Regions from separate parts of the Pan troglodytes genome. Here region 2 is linked to region 1. Evidence: chromatin contacts called from public Hi-C data. All regions are on one chromosome and are shown on one strand. The core of a region is the stretch at or near the end of the contact, and the rest is flanking DNA. Distances in the headings are between cores, read along the strand shown. Region 1 overlaps LOC107974312 (a long non-coding RNA gene). Region 2 overlaps IGFBP7 (insulin like growth factor binding protein 7).

Region 1 (7,635 bases), core at 2,104-4,603:
AGTGTAACATATTATTATGTACATAAATCCTATGGGTCAGAAATTTGGGCAGTGCATGCAGGGGTGACTGTCTGTGGTCCACCATGTCTGGGTCCTCAGTAGGAAGGCTTGAATGGTTGAGGCCTGGAATCATCTAGAGGCTTCTTCACATACATCTAGCTGGGATGACTCAAAGGCTGGGATCAGTTGGGACCACTGAACAAAGCACCTGTACCCAGCCTCATCACATGGCTTGGGAATCTTACAACAGTGCAACTGAGCTGTGAGAGGGGGAGTCTTGAAAAGGGGTGTCTGACAGCCGCCCCGTCCGGGAGGGAGGTGGGGGGGTCAGCCCCCCGCCCGACCAGCTGCCCCGCCCGGGAGGTGAGGGGCGCCTCTGCCCGGCCGCCCCTACTCGGAAGTGAGGAGCCCCTCTGCCCGGCCACCACCCCGTCTGCGAGGTGTACCCAACAGCTTATTGAGAATGGGCTGTGATGACAATGGCGGTTTTGTGGAATAGAAAGGGGGGAAAGGTGGGGAAAAGATTGAGAAATCAGATGGTTGCCGTGTCTGTGTAGAAAGAGGTAGACATGGGAGACTTTTCATTTTGTTCTGTACTAAGAAAAATTCTCATCCTGTTGATCTGTGACCTTACCCCCAACCCTGTGCTCTCTGAAACATGTGCTGTGTCCACTCAGGGTTAAATGGATTAAGGGCGGTGCAAGATGTGCTTTGTTAAACAGATGCTTGAAGGCAGCATGCTCCTTAAGAGTCATCACCACTTCCTAATCTCAAGTACCCAGGGACACAAACACTCTGCCTAGGAAAACCAGAGACCTTTGTTCACTTGTTTATCTGCTGACCTTCCCTCCACTATTGTCCTATGACCCTGCCAAATCCCCCTCTGTGAGAAACACCCAAGAATGATCAATTAAAAAAAAAAAAAAAAAAAAAAAAAAAAACTAATGATAATCCTGCACCCAGGTGAAATAAACAGCCCTGTTGCTCACAAAAAAAAAAAAAAAAAAAAAAAAAAAAGAAAAAAGAAAAGGGGTGTCTGAAAGTGAGCATTCTAAAGGAGCAAGGCAGAGGTTGCAAGGTTTCTTTGATCTTGCCTTGGAAGCCACACAGTGTCATGTATTCTGCTTCTCTTGTGACAGGCGAATTACTAAAGTTAGTGTAGATTCAAGCTGAGAGCAGCTAGATTCTAGCAGCAAGGCCACGTCTCGGAAGAGCATGTAGGATGGAAGATATTATTAAGGCCATCTTTGAAAAATGGCATCAGCTACAAAGAACAACCTACATTAGACTCCTTTAGACTTGTTTGTTGGGCTTCTCAAAAGGAAACAGTGGAGCCCAGGAGTTTGAGATCAGCCTGAGCAGCATAGTGAGACCCCCATCTCAATTACATATAAAAAAAGGAACAGTGCACGGTGCAGTTCCCTTCTCAAAGGGAACAATCACATTGTTTATGTCAATGTATCTTCAGACAAGTTTCAGCAACATTGTTGAGATTTGCCTGAGGTAACACTGTAAGTTGATAGTGAATTAGACCCTGAAATTTCAGATATTGACTATATTCAAAATTATAGTGTATTTTTAAAAAAATAACAGCTTTATTGAGATATAATTTGTATACCATGTAATTTTTTCATTTAAAGTGTACATTTCAGTGGTTTTAATATATTCACAGAGATGTGCAACCTTCATCACAAGCAATTTTAGAACATTGTCATTGCCTCACCTAGAAATGAAATATCTAGTGTAACAAACAGCTGTGTTTCAGCCAATCACAAGCAACTAATAGGATTCAGCCAATCTCAGCAGCCAACTCATCACACTGTGTCCAAATAAGGCAGATGCCTACCTGTAGCCAATCAGGTGATTTCTCTGCTTTGCTTGCCTGTTCAGCCTTTAAAATCTCTCTGCCCACACTGCTGGGCAGGGCTCTCTGAACCTCTTCTGGTTTGGAGTGCTGCCCAATTCATGAATGGTTCTTTGCTCAAATAAACTGTTAATTTGTCTAAAAGTTTTTTGCTAACAGCAATACTGGAAGAATTGTACTCACTGCAAAAATGTCTAGCATATGTTTTGTTTAGCTTCTAAAAATAAGATTGACATTTTATTTCAACTTATCAACAAATACAACTCCAAAATACAAATACCCTAATCATTTTCTAGTAGCTGTTCTCCAAGGACAGAGGTGAGCTTTTAATGAAACTGATTTAATTCTTCACAACATCCCTGGGGGTGGTATGGGAGAAGCCTTAAAAAAAGTCAGGTTTTATTGAAAACACTACCTGGAAAAATAGACTTGAGATACACTAATAGTCCTCTCAACACCAAAAAATCCTAGATGTGGGAGATCTTGCTTAGTCAACCCTAACTTGGAAGAAGAGTTTGCATTTGATCACATCCAGTGATGACATATAATTTTATCCTTCTCCAAGCTCTTTTCAAGGATCATCGTATCTGATCCTCAAAACATTCCTGGAGGCCCACTTTACTGTGATATTACAGATGAGGAAACAACCCAGAGGAGCTGACAGATTTAAGACCCAAAGTGACTTTGACCCAAAGCCTGCCACCCGCACCATCCCAGACCCCAAAGACTGGTCTGCTTTTTATTTTCACACTTATTGGAGACTATCTTTCATTTGCCCATGGTAGTGTTTCTCTTTCTAGAAGCTTCTTTATTGTTTTAAGATGAAAAAATTCATTACTAATTTCCAGAACCTCAAAACACAAAACAACTGCTTATTTTCCTGAGCTGCTGCGTGAGTCAGTGATTCCCAGTGTTGCTGTGCCTGAAAACCCACCACTAATGACAGCGCCTTGTGCTGTTGAGTTGCACGCGGCGCCCCTGCAGTCCAGGGCTGGGGCTAGCCCGGCGAGCGCGCGGCAGGCAGAGCATTCCCGGACGAGTCCGGTAGATGGCAGCATTGTGCAGCCGATGCGTCCTCTCCCAGCTTGCGTCTCATTTTTCCCTCTCCCCCTTTCCTGGGCTCAGCGGTGAGGCTCAGGTACCGGCGCCTCCCTGATGCCTACTATGCCGCGCCATCTCCAGATGGTCCGCACCTGGCGGGTCACGACGAGTCTCAATCCACAGCATGGGGCTGACTCGGACTTAGGAGTTTTTGTGGCTCCAGGCGTAACCGTTGCTTTGGATAAAATTGGTCCAGTTCACTTGACCAAGGAGAAGTGCAGAGGAGGATAAACGTCCCCATCCCCGTGGTGTCCTCTCCCGACTCCTTTCGTGTAGTGAGCTTTATTTTTAGAGACTCCCGCGCCTGCCAGCCGCTCATGCTCGGGTTCCCCGAGCGGAGGGGCTCCGCGTGCAGTGTGATGCCCACTGTCGCCGGCAGAGGGCACCGTCGTCACACGCTGCGCAGGAGCCGGCGCGGGAAGGCGGCGGGGCTGTCCTTCCCGGTCCGCGTCCTACGCGTGACCTTGGGACCCGCAAATGTCTGCGCCGGAGGCATTGCCTCTTCCCGACTATGGGGGATACTGCACGGGGCTCCCGATGGCCTCTTCCACGCCTGGCCCTTCACTTCTTGAAGCTCACCCTTTTCTTATTTGATCTTTCTAGAACTGGCGCTCTCTCCCTTCAAACTCTGTCCCACCTTGGCTAGGTTCTGGTTCTGAGACTTCTGTCTCCCTGGCTGTTACTTTCCGTTTTTCAGGAATTTTCTTCCTTTGCCAATCCTTTAAACGTCCCTGATCCCAGGATTATTTGTTCTTCTAAGACTCACTCTGCGCACCCTCGCAAACCCACCGCCACCCTCTTCACTGCCTTGTCTTGACGACAACCACATTTTAATCTCCAGTCTAAGTTTATCTTTTGAGCTACAGACCCATTTCTTCATTTTGCCAGGCCAATAGGGACTGCTTGGAAATAACGCTTAGAAAGCAGCCAGTCTAAGAGCTGCTATTTCATTGAGGATGGTAGTCAAGGTTGTCTTCTGTCTAGAAATGCTTTGAATGACAAGTGCTTTGCTTCCAGCCAGCTGGTGTTTCTCTCTGAAGCCTTCTTCAAGGTAAAAAAAAAAAAAAAAAAAAGTTTTTAGTGCTTACCTAGAGATGCAGTCACCAAACTTAACCTTTCCCCCCATTCCCCTCTTCTGCTGAGGAAACCATGCCAGGCCACAGGACCAAAACCTCCTTTGCTAGCTCCCTCTGTTTAGACCTGGACAGGAGACCTACCTTAAGGCACAAAAATGCGTGGGAATGGGCCAATCAGAGTCTTTTGAGATTTTGGGACTGGAATGTTGAAAAGAATTGTCTGGTGAAAATATGGAGAGCTCAGCGAAGAATCTGTAGACAAAGGGGTGTGTAAAAGATGAGTTGCCTGAGGGAGCAGGCTGAGGTAGGAGGAGGACAGAGCAGACAGAGGTAGTGGAGAGGGCCAGAGTGCCCCAGAAAGCTCTGTTTCGTTCCTCAAGAAACTCAACAGTCTCTTAATTTTGGAAGGTTTTTCTTTTTAAACTTTTTAAATTATTATTATTATTATTATTATTATTATTATTATTATTTTTTAGAGACAGCCTTGCTATGTTGTCCAGGCTGGTCTCGAACTCCTGACTTCAAGTGATCCTTCCACCTCGGCCTCCCAAAGCACTGGGATTGCAGGTGTGAACCACTGTGCTTGGCCTATGAAGGTTTTTCTATATTCTGTCCATAGCCCCTTCATCTTGAGCCAGTGCAGAACTGTAGCTAATTCATGAAGAAGCAGAGGACATGAAAAGGAAGGAAAGGGAAGACGGGCTGCTGACAGAATCAGCAAGGTTTAGCAGGCAGCTCCACTGGGCTGACAGAGTTGGGAGGTTAGTGGCTGTTGTGGTGGTCGGGGAAGCAGAGAAGTTAAATTCCACATTCCCATGAACTTACCACTCCCCTTCCTGAAAATCCCCACATCCCACCTATTGCTGGATCTTAGCAGGTTGGTCAGCCATGACTCCAAAAGTCAAATGCTTTTTGCAAGTGTCACTAGACTTGTGGAATGGGATAATACCAAAAGACAAACCCTGTCAAGTATTTATGGAATGCTTATTTTATGGGAAGGGCTGAGGTGAGAAATAAAACTGAGTAAGATAAGATGCCTACCTTCAAGGAGATCCTCAGGGAACACAGGCACTTGAACATAGCACGGGCACTAACATAGAATTAAGTTCAAAATGCCACATGAATACAGGAGAAGGGAAAATTAACTCCGCCTTTGATGAGGGTGGGAAGGAGCCAGGGAGAACTTCAAAAGGGGAGGTGACTTTTGAGCTGGACCTTGAAGGATGAGTAGGAGTTTGTCAGACAGAGAAGAGAGATTTGCATTCTAGGGAAAGAGAGCAAAGTGTCAAAAGAATACAAGTGCATGGTGTATAGGAAGACTTTTAGTACTGTGGAGTATCTTTGTTGTATGCATATGGGGTTGGGGTTGGGGTTGGGGGTGTCAGTGGCAGCAGATGACAGGGAAAAAGGAGGCAAGGGCCAGAATGTGAAGGACCTTGAATGTCAAGATTAGGAGCTTGGACTTGATCCTGAGGACACTGTGAAGCCACAGAAGCTTTTAATCAGGGAGTCTTATATTAGCTGCCTTTGGAAGGACAACTGCAGACTGAATAGAAGATCCCTGGAAAGAGGAGAGAGCAGAGGAGGTCAGTCACATCGCCTGAACTCAGCTGCAGCTGATAAACTTTCTAGCAATATCCTGGGGCTTAGAGAAGAACAGGCAGGCTATACATTTTAACTGATTGAAGCATTGTCCTCAAGGAGGGCTGATGAATCCGTGCATGCTCACCATTAGCACGGAGGGTCATGGTTCTACTACTGAGCTACAGGGTGCTGCATTCATTCATTCATTCATCCATCCAGCAAACATTCATTAAATGTCTCCAAGGGCCCAGTTTAGTCTGTCCTCTTCAGCCTCAGGGATTGGTTCCACCATACCGAGGGTACCAAATCCACAAATGCTCAAGTCCCTTACATAAAATGGCATAGAACAGTTGGCCATTTGGTAGATTCACCAACCAAGAATGGAAAATATGTACGTACAGCTGGCCTTCGGTGTCACTGGGTCTTTATTAGCAGCTGGTTGAATCCATGCATGCAAAACCGGTAGATACAGAGGGCCAACTGTACAGCTTTGGTGCTAAGGATAACATGGGCAGGAAGTAGGCATGGCCCCTGCTATCATAGAGTCTGTTGTTGAGGGAGAGAGACAGCTATTAATCAGATGATTTCATGACCTAGTGCATAAATTTCCCATTTGGAAGGAAAAGAATATAGTTCGGTGAAAGTGTATAACAAATAACTCCCCCTGGCCTCGGCTTTGGCTAAGATGCAGAGCACTACTGGGAATTTACCAGGTGAGAGGAGGGGGTTGCAGGAGAAGGAGCAGAATGTGCAAAGGCCCCGTGGCCTGAAAGAACATGGTATGGTTGAGGAACTGGAAGACTGTGTGACGGGGCATCAAAAGAAGACTGAGATGAGCTAGTGAGAGAGACAGGAGCCAAGCCATTGGATCTTTTCCTGTCCAGGTCAAGCTTTAGATAAAGTATTTGTTTAGAAGAATAGGTCAGTTAAATCTGAATGATGCAAAGCTGAGAGGACAAGTGGAACATTTGAATTGCAGAATCAAGATTTAAGACAATCTTGCAGGTCTAAATTAAAAGTGATGGAATTAAACAAATGTAAAGTTCTACATTTATGTTAAAAGTTTTAATTGACTTGCAAAGCTTTGTGTATAAGGATGCTTATCACTGCATATTTATAGCAGTGAAAACATGGGAAAGAAGAAATATGCAACTGTAGGAAAATGATTAAATATGCGATGTGTTAAAAAAAATGAGAACATTAGCACTGAAGTTTACTTGGGTTCAAATGCTAGCTTCTTTTACTAGCCGTAGGTCATTGGACAAGTTATGTAACCTTTTTGTGCCTCAGTTTTCTTATCTAGCATATGGGGTTAATAATACTGCCTCACATAGTAGATACTAAATAACCGCTACATCAGTTTTAGCTATTGTCATTACCTAGTGGTATTATGTTTACAAATATGTTTAATGTCATTAGAAAATGCTTGATAGATAATATTAAGTGGGGAAAAACATATAGCATTATGCCGTTTAATACCATTTTGTTGCAAATTGTGTGTATTTGTATTTTTGTGTTGCTTATGTCTTCTGCTTCAACTTGGGGTGTAAGAAATGGTCACATGTGGCCAGGTGCGGCAGCTCACGCCTGTAACCCCAGCACTTTGGGAGACTGAGGCAGGTGGATCATGAGGTCAAGAGATGGAGGCCATTCTGGCCAACATGGTGAAACGCTGTCTCTACTAAAGATACAAGAAATTAGCTGGGAATGGTGGCATGCACCTGTAGTCCCAGCTACTCGGGAGGCTGAGGCAGAAAAATGACTTGAACCTGGGAGGCAGAGCTTGCAGTGAGCCGAGGTTGCGCCACTGCACTCCAGCCTGGTGACAGAGTGAGACACCGTCTCAAAAAAAAAAAAAAAAAATGAAATGGTCACATGTCTCCACTGAACTGAGTCATTGATTTCCTCTTCCCAGCACCATGAGAACCATCCCCTGACCAGCGGTGACAGCGCAGACAGGAATGGCCCAAGGCTGGGTAGCCAACAGCTTTCACCAGTTTGCAGGATGGT
Region 2 (7,635 bases), core at 2,422-4,921, 130 kb before region 1:
TTTTTTTTTCTGGAATTTTCCCACATTGCCACTATTAGTGAGAGAAAACCACATAACTTAATGTCTTCCTCATAAATGCTGTGAAGACAAACATACTCAATAGGTACCTTTTCCCTTAGTTTCCCAAGTAGCTGGCAGAAACGGTTTATGCTAATACAGCTTTTGAAATAGTTACTTAAAAATGGGTTGTAAGAATATTTTGGTAGAAGTATTAATTTGATCCAAGGTCTCAAGTAATATGACTCTGACCTTTATTTACTGAATTTCAGAATCATATGAGTTTTAGGTGTGACCAAAGCAAGAAAATAAACACTGCAGCACTGAAATACTGAATCTCAGCAACTGAGCCTCAAATCCCATAGCTCTTAGTAAGGAGCATTTTATGCTAATTAACCTGATCCACTATGGAAAGGGAAATGTATCTTGTTAAATATAATATGTAACAGAAATCACAATATATATATACTTTATTTTTCCCTTCTTTTCACAATTGTTGGCATGGCGTATTTTAATTAATGTTACGTAATTATAAAAGGTTATACATCATGTAGAAAACATAGAAAAAAGTGCCAAGAATTTTCATATGACAAATTTTTTTATGTCAAACTCTCCCTTATTCGTGTAAGGGGATTCTAAGTGTTGATAAGTATGTGTTTTCGTTTTTTTTGAGACAGAGTCTCGCTCTGTCACCCAGGCTGGAGTGCAGTGGTGCGATCTCAGCTCACTGCAACCTCTGCCTCCGCCTCCGGGATTCCAGTGATTCTCCTGCCTCAGCTTCCCGAGTAGCTGGGATTACAGGCATGTGCCACCACGCCTGGCTAATTTTTATAGTTTTAGTAGAGACGGGGTTTTGCCATATTGGCCAGGGTGGTCTCGAACTCCTGACCTTAAGTGATCCACCTGCCTTGGCCTCCCAAAGTGCTGGGATTACAGGCATGAGCCACTGTGCCTGGCCAATAAATATGTGTTTTCTAGTTAAAATTGGAATTAAAACTAAAAAAGAGAGGTTAATATTCAGTGCTAGTAAAGATGCAGAGAAATGGCACTTCTCCATTTCTGGTGGGAGTGTGAATTACTACAATCTATTTAGAAAGTAATCTGACAATGTCTGTTAACACTGAAACAAATATTTTGACTTAGGTAACTGTTGGGGAATCTATCTTATAGCAATACAATCACTAGTATGTATGATATGTGTACTTTGATGCTTAAAGTAGGTTTTTTAAGTTAACAAAAATTTGGAAACAACAGAAAAAATACAGAACTGATTTAATAAATTACAGTATTCATACTTGGAATATTACGTAGCTGTTGAGAAGCAGACTTGGACGGATGTCCATGAAGTATTTGTTGAGAAAAGCGAGTTTCAGAATAATTTACTGGCACACTATATTCTCATTTCACCGTAGGGATATATGTTTGAATATGCTTGGATATGAAAAAGAGTGTGGAAAGATACAAACCAGGGCAGTTCACATTGGTTACCTCAGGCAGGAGGAGGAGGTGGGGGGAGATTCTCAACTCTTTCTTTATACGTCTTTGGATAATTTCTGCTTATTACTATTACCTTAGAGGTCACTATTTTTGATTAAAAAATATTCTTAGAGGTCAAGGAAGCCCTAATCTGAAGAAATATTCAGGCAAGAAAAGAATTAAACAGAGAGCCTCTCCGTTTCAGAAACAAATATTGGGAAGGTGTTTTGCTTTCGCTGTGAGCATCATCTTTGATTTAAAAGGGTTAAGTCAAATATGGCTATTTCAGTTCACGTTCCCATTTCAAAATATTGCCCTTCGAATCTTTCTAGGCTAGGAGTTTGCTGAAAGGTATGGGGCTTGTTAAAGCCAGCTTTCCTTACTACCAGTAAGGAAAGTAAAGACCACTCGCCAGGCTGCGCCAACCGTAAGAATTGCCACCGTAGTCTCAAGTGTCATGGAGAAAAGGCTTGTACCATTAATTCTGCTGTTGCTAAGAATCCTTGAGCAAGAAGGACATGCTGTCTTTATTTGAGCCTCAGTTTCTCTTGTTTTACAAGTGAGGATTCTAATAATCTATCCAAAAAGGTGTTCTACTCTTAAATTGGATTAGAAACACACATGATAGTAAATATGTTTGTATTCTTAACAGTCTGGTTACAAGGACAGCGATGAGAAAACAAATACCCTGTTTAATTATTTAGGTCAGTGACTTCCCAAGTTTCCTTAGTTTTGACATGGACCAAACTATCGTATATCTGGAATATACAAAAGTTTTAGGAAATGACACCTTCATAAGTGGTAAGTGTGATGCCTTAACATAGGTTCTGTTCTATTTTTTATTTTTTATAAGAACATGCTGGTTGTGATCGCTACATTAGTTCCAGGAGTCACTGATGGGTCATGGTCTGCAGTGTAAGAAACATTGCTTTGGGTCATGCATGTGGCAAATTACATTATGAAGGTAGAGGAAAACCGGCAGAGCATCACAGTTGGGTTTTGCTTGTTCTGGAAAGTCTGCAGAAAAAATTGTTTCTCTCCTACTTCCTCTTCACTTCTTTACTTCAGCACTCATCTCGTTGACTGACATAGTGGGTTTTTTTTTTTTTTTTCAGAGACAGGATCTTGCTGTGTTGCCCAGGCTGGAGTGCAGTGGTGCCATCATAGCTCACTGCAGCCCCACCTGCTGAGCTCAAGCGATCCTCCCACCTCAGCCTCCCGAGTGGCTAGGGACTACAGGTGCGAGCCACCACACCGGCCTCAACTGCCTTGGTGTTTCTGACTAGCCCTGAGGACAAGCCCTCAGGGAGGCCTTGTCTATTGGGATCTGCCCTGTACAGTCCTAAAAGGGAAAAGATTCCCGAGGCAGACGTATTCCTCTGGTATGTGAATACTGTAGCTGGGATTGGGTAGAGCAAGGACTGAAGAAATTATTCTTTGCCAAGATTTGCCAATAAGGTCACATGCCCCAGGACGCTTGGGTGACCCTCGCTTCTCATTGTGTAAGTATCCCTAGAAAACTGTAGAGAACTGTAACGGAACTTTTCATGGGCATTCCTCGGAACATTATTTCTCCACCTCCCCACACCCTGAGCAAACCAGCAATCTCCAAATTAGCAGTGAGGAACGCCTGCAGTTCTTGCAGTAAGGATGGAGGGGAACCCATCCACCGACTGCATTTCTGCTCTTACTCTTGCTCCGCCTTCCTCTTAAAAACATAACTGATCGGGGTGAAATTTTATTGCTCCTTTAAGAGAAGCTTCACTGTAAAGGATGGTATAGTAGTGTTGCCTCTGCCATCACCCCCACCTCAGGCATTTTCTGGTACCTGTTGCCAGATTTTACACAAACCAGGCGGATTCACGCCGGTGCCAATGTCAGTGGCCGCATCCCTCCGGCCGCATGGGGGAGCCAGAGCTTAGCAGGTGACCCGACCTGGGCTTGAGCCCTTCGTGGGATTTTCACAATGCAGCAGGGAGAAGGGAAGCCCTTTCTTTCCTCTGGGGTCTTTAAACTGTAATAAAAATGTGAGTGGAGTTGATATCTCCCACTGCATAGGAAGCTTTCTGAAGCAGAAGAAAATGAGACTAGTATATTGAGAGCAAAGAGTCAAGAGTTAGCGTTCTGATGGCGTGTGTACCTGGATGCAGGGGCCCTTGAGGCTGGATCCCGCCCCGCTTTTTGTTTTGCCTAGGCTGGTTTCAAATGGGCTGGTAGAACTTGCAACAGAAAGAGCTCCGACTGCGGGAGCCACAGTCCTCCTGGAGTTCTAGAAGTTGCTTCTCCGGTCACACAGAGAGCAAACAAAATAGTCAAGGGAGACTATTATCCACCTTAGAGCTTGCTGGAGAAGTAAGGCAGCTTAAAATGGATGTCTGGTTAGGTATGCCCTTTTACTTAGACTAAGTTTCTTTTTTTGTAGCATGAGTTTGATAATTTTTTAATTTTTATTTTTCGTAGGATAGTTGTGAGGCTCAGCAATTCAAAATGTATAAAAAGGACAAAAACGACCAGGCGCGGTGGCTCACACCTGTAATCCTAGCACTTTGGGAGGGCAAGGTGGGCGGATCACCTGAGGTCGGGAGTTCGAGACCAGCCTGACCAACATGGAGAAACCCTGTCTCTACTAAAAATACAAAGTTAGCCAGGCGTGGTGGCGGGTTGCCTGTAATCCCAACTACCTGAGAGACTGAGGCAGAAGAATCACTTGAACCCGGGAGGCGAGGTTGCGGTGAGCCGAGATGGTGCCATTGCACTCCAGCCTGGGCAATAAGAGTGAAACTATGTCTCAAAAAAAAAAAAACCAGACAAAAACCTAAGTGTATGGTATAATTGTGAGGTGTTAGTTGATGGCAAATAAGTGTTTTCTTTTCCCTTCTCCATACATGCTGAGATGATGTTGTCCTTCAAATATGAAAATAATTATACAAGATAATGCCACTTGAAGGGAAAAATTTCCAGGAACAGTAGCTAATGTCTACTGAGTGCTAACTATGTATCAAGTGATTTTTACTTGCATTACTTTATTTAATCTTTATGATAATTACATGCTACTTTTATAAGGTAGAGAACAGAGTTGAGGCTAACAGCAGTGGTTTTCAGTCCAGGGCAATTCCCCAGCTCCACACCCTTAGGGGACATTTGGCAATGTCTGAAGATGCTTTTAATTCTCACGACAGGGGGGATGGGGGAATGCTACTGTTATATAGTGGGTAGAGGCTGGGGATACTGCTAAACATCTTCCAAAGCACAGGCAGCCCTCACAACAAATAATTATCTGGCCCCAAATGTCAATAGTGCTGAGGCTGAGAAACCCTGGCTTGCAGAGAACTCAGCCACCCTGGCTAAGGAATTCACACTCTTTTCTTTTTTTTGAGACAGGCTAGAGTGCAGTGGGGCAATCACAGCTCACTGCAGCATCAATCTCCTGGCTCAAGGGGTTCTTCGGCCACCTTAGGCTCCTGAGTAGCTGGGGCCACAGGCATGCCTCACCATGCCCAGCTAATTAAAAAAAAATTATTTGTAAGAAGGAAGTCTCACTGTGTTGGTCAGGCTGGTCTCAAACTCCAGGACTCGAGTGATCCTCCTGCCTCAGCCTCCCAAAGTGCTGGGATTACAGGCATGTGCTACTGCACCCAGCCTCACACTTTTTTTTTCTTTTTCCATTTGGGAAGTCATTTCAAAGCTGATTTATTGAAAGAATATCATGCTTTTTCCACTTGGGGCTGGGGCCAGCATTTAGCAAAATTCAGAAAGGAGACATTTTTTTCTTTGATGTTCCTCCTCTTGTTCCTTTTTAATGCTCTGTTCTGGAGTGGTCTCCTCTGTCCCTAACTTATGGTTCTACAGCCTTGGTACTTAGGAGAATAGATCCCACCTCACTCCTTCTATCCTACTTCCAAGTGCCCTTAAAATGTACTCATCCATCTCCCAGCACTTAGGGAATCTGAAAAAATAATCCATGCTCCCAGGAGAAGGCTACAGGGCTTTGTGTCCTTTTACCTTCTTAGCCGAGCCTCCCAGTAAAATAATAATAATGCCTCCAAGCAGACAGGATCTAAATTATCAGCTAAATGTTCAGTCTTAAATGAGGAGACTGATGCCATCACAAACAGCTTGGTGGGGGCTTGGAGGTGGTATTTTGGGACAGAAAGAGAGAAACGTACACTTTTAACCCCTATGCTATACTGTCTCCACTGAGGGCGCAAACACAGACACACACACTTTCACTCACACCCACATATGCACACACATACACACACCACAGGTGCACACACACCCTGAAGGTGGGTTCAGGTGTTCAGCATTATTGTTCTTCCAGTTTCTCAGTTTCTAGGATGCTGCTAACAAAAGCATGGCAGGGACTGGTTTTTGTTCCATGAATCCAGGGGAGGGGCCTGTATGACTGCCCTAAGGCTTCACCTTGCGGGAGCCGCAGTCAACAAAGCAGGCTGAGGATTTAACGTGTTACCATCCTTGTGCAGTGCAAGAGAAGCTTGCCAGCCTAGGATGTCTCTTAAAATCTGTGCCACTGACCTTGTTCCAGATGAGGACAGGTGTCGGGATTCCGATGACCTCACAGCTCAAGTACACCTGGGCACCAGTGACATTCCAGATGTCCTTGGGGGGCGTCACTATGGAAGGACCTGCAGGAGAGGGCACAAAGCCAAAGTCATCTTTTAAACAGCCCTTCACATGAGTCAGCATCTTAGGGAGAAAATAATAATTGTGTTTATGAGGCCATCCCCTTGGTGGATTATCTGAAGCAAATTTCAAAGACCACACTGGCTTCCTCCTGCCACCAACATGATTTTAAGGTCCACTTTGGGAATGCATAAATCTAAACAAACAAAAACAATTAGGAAGAAAAATTTGTTATTAAAATTTTCTTCTTCCCCAGACCATGCTTAAATGAGTGCTAATTTACCGGCTGTTTTTTATTATCTGGGACTTTTCCAGTAGTAATAAAATTTTAGTTCCAAAATGTTCAATGTTTTTCTTCTCTTGTTTACCACTATTTCTATTTTGGGTTGGAAAGGCAACAAGCAACTGCTCCGTGGGTAATGAAGAAAAAAATCTAAGAGAATATTTGAAAATGTGCTAAGCACCCAGACAAGATGGAAGTCTCTGCCTCAAGAAGCTCAGGATCTAAGGTTGAAAAGGGTGATGAGGCAGGGAAGAAAAGAAACATGTGGAGTGCTGTGTGCGTTAGGGGATTGGAAGGGACATCTTTATTTTTAATTTAATTTTATTATTATTTTTTTGATACAGAATCTCATTCTGCCACCCAGGCTGGAGCGCAGTGGCTTGATCATAGCTCACTGCAGCCTCAAACTCCTGGTCTCCAGCGATCCTCCCACCCCAGCCTCCCGAGTAGCTGGGACTATAGGCATGCACCACCATGTCAGTTAATTTTTATTTTTTATTTTTGTAGAGACGGGGTCTTGCTATGTTGCCCAGGCTGGTCCCGAATTCCTGGCTTCAAGTAATTCTCCTGCCTCAGCCTCCCCAGCTGCTGGGATTACAGGTGTGAGCCACCATGCCTGGCCAGGAGGCACCTTTGAACAGAAGAGGCCCGGGTGTCGAGGAAGGTGGTACAGGGGTCCTTCTTCCAGTGTGGTCAGGAGAGGCAGCTGGTAAGAAGGAAGAAGAGTGACTGATCTATTGGGTGTGACCAGGGTCCCCAAGGAGAGGGCCCTTTCCCAGCGTTCTCAGTGTCCAGGTCCCTGGCAGGAGGCATTGGCAAGTGGGGGGCACCCTCAAGCCACTGCCTAAATAGAGTCAGCAGGTAGGGGGCCACTGAGAGAGGCCAGAGTGACGCTTCTCCATTCCCCCAATTAGGGAAAACACCCCCCACCTTCTGTATCATGGCACTCTCTGGAGAAGTTCCCTACTCAGAGTCAACACAAACCATGTGTATCCTTTTTGCTATGAAAGTGGTATGACTCTCTGGTCCTGGGTTAGCTAACTATGGCCTGTGGGCCAAATCTGGCCTGCCATCTGTTTTTGCATGGCTTATGAGCTAAGAATGGTGTTTGGATTTTTGTTTTTTTAAATTAAGAAAAATTTTATTTTTTTTGAGACAGGACCTTACTCTGTTGCTCAGGCTGGAGTGCAGTGGCATGATCTTGGCTCACGGCAACCTCCGCCTCCCGGGTTCAA

What was found. Hi-C and Micro-C count contacts between places; a contact is called where the count stands out from the background.
Region 2: a contact with region 1 is called in a Hi-C map of induced pluripotent stem cells, with 2.2 times the contacts expected there. The contact joins two enhancer-like sites. A contact is called at or near these places in 3 of 7 Hi-C or Micro-C datasets (blood, induced pluripotent stem cells and stem cell-derived neural progenitor cells) and 1 of 1 other capture datasets (stem cell-derived neural stem cells).

Annotation. Positions count from the first base shown.
Region 1 is chr3:72,673,814-72,681,448 of NHGRI_mPanTro3-v2.0_pri, reverse strand. The region is part of intron 1 of LOC107974312 (a long non-coding RNA gene); the gene reads left to right. Among named protein-coding and RNA genes, the nearest start is that of IGFBP7, 55 kb to the left of the region's middle. Within about 2 kb of position 3,353, at least 12 of the 24 cell types and tissues checked have an H3K27ac peak or open chromatin away from gene starts, as enhancers often do. A contact at or near this core is called in induced pluripotent stem cells, where this site is marked.
Region 2 is chr3:72,800,282-72,807,916 of NHGRI_mPanTro3-v2.0_pri, reverse strand. It overlaps IGFBP7 (insulin like growth factor binding protein 7), which reads right to left. Exons shown (of 5, transcript XM_517274.9): 2 at 6,010-6,119. Among named protein-coding and RNA genes, the nearest start is that of POLR2B, 60 kb to the left of the region's middle. Within about 2 kb of position 3,671, at least 1 of the 24 cell types and tissues checked has an H3K27ac peak or open chromatin away from gene starts, as enhancers often do. A contact at or near this core is called in induced pluripotent stem cells, where this site is marked.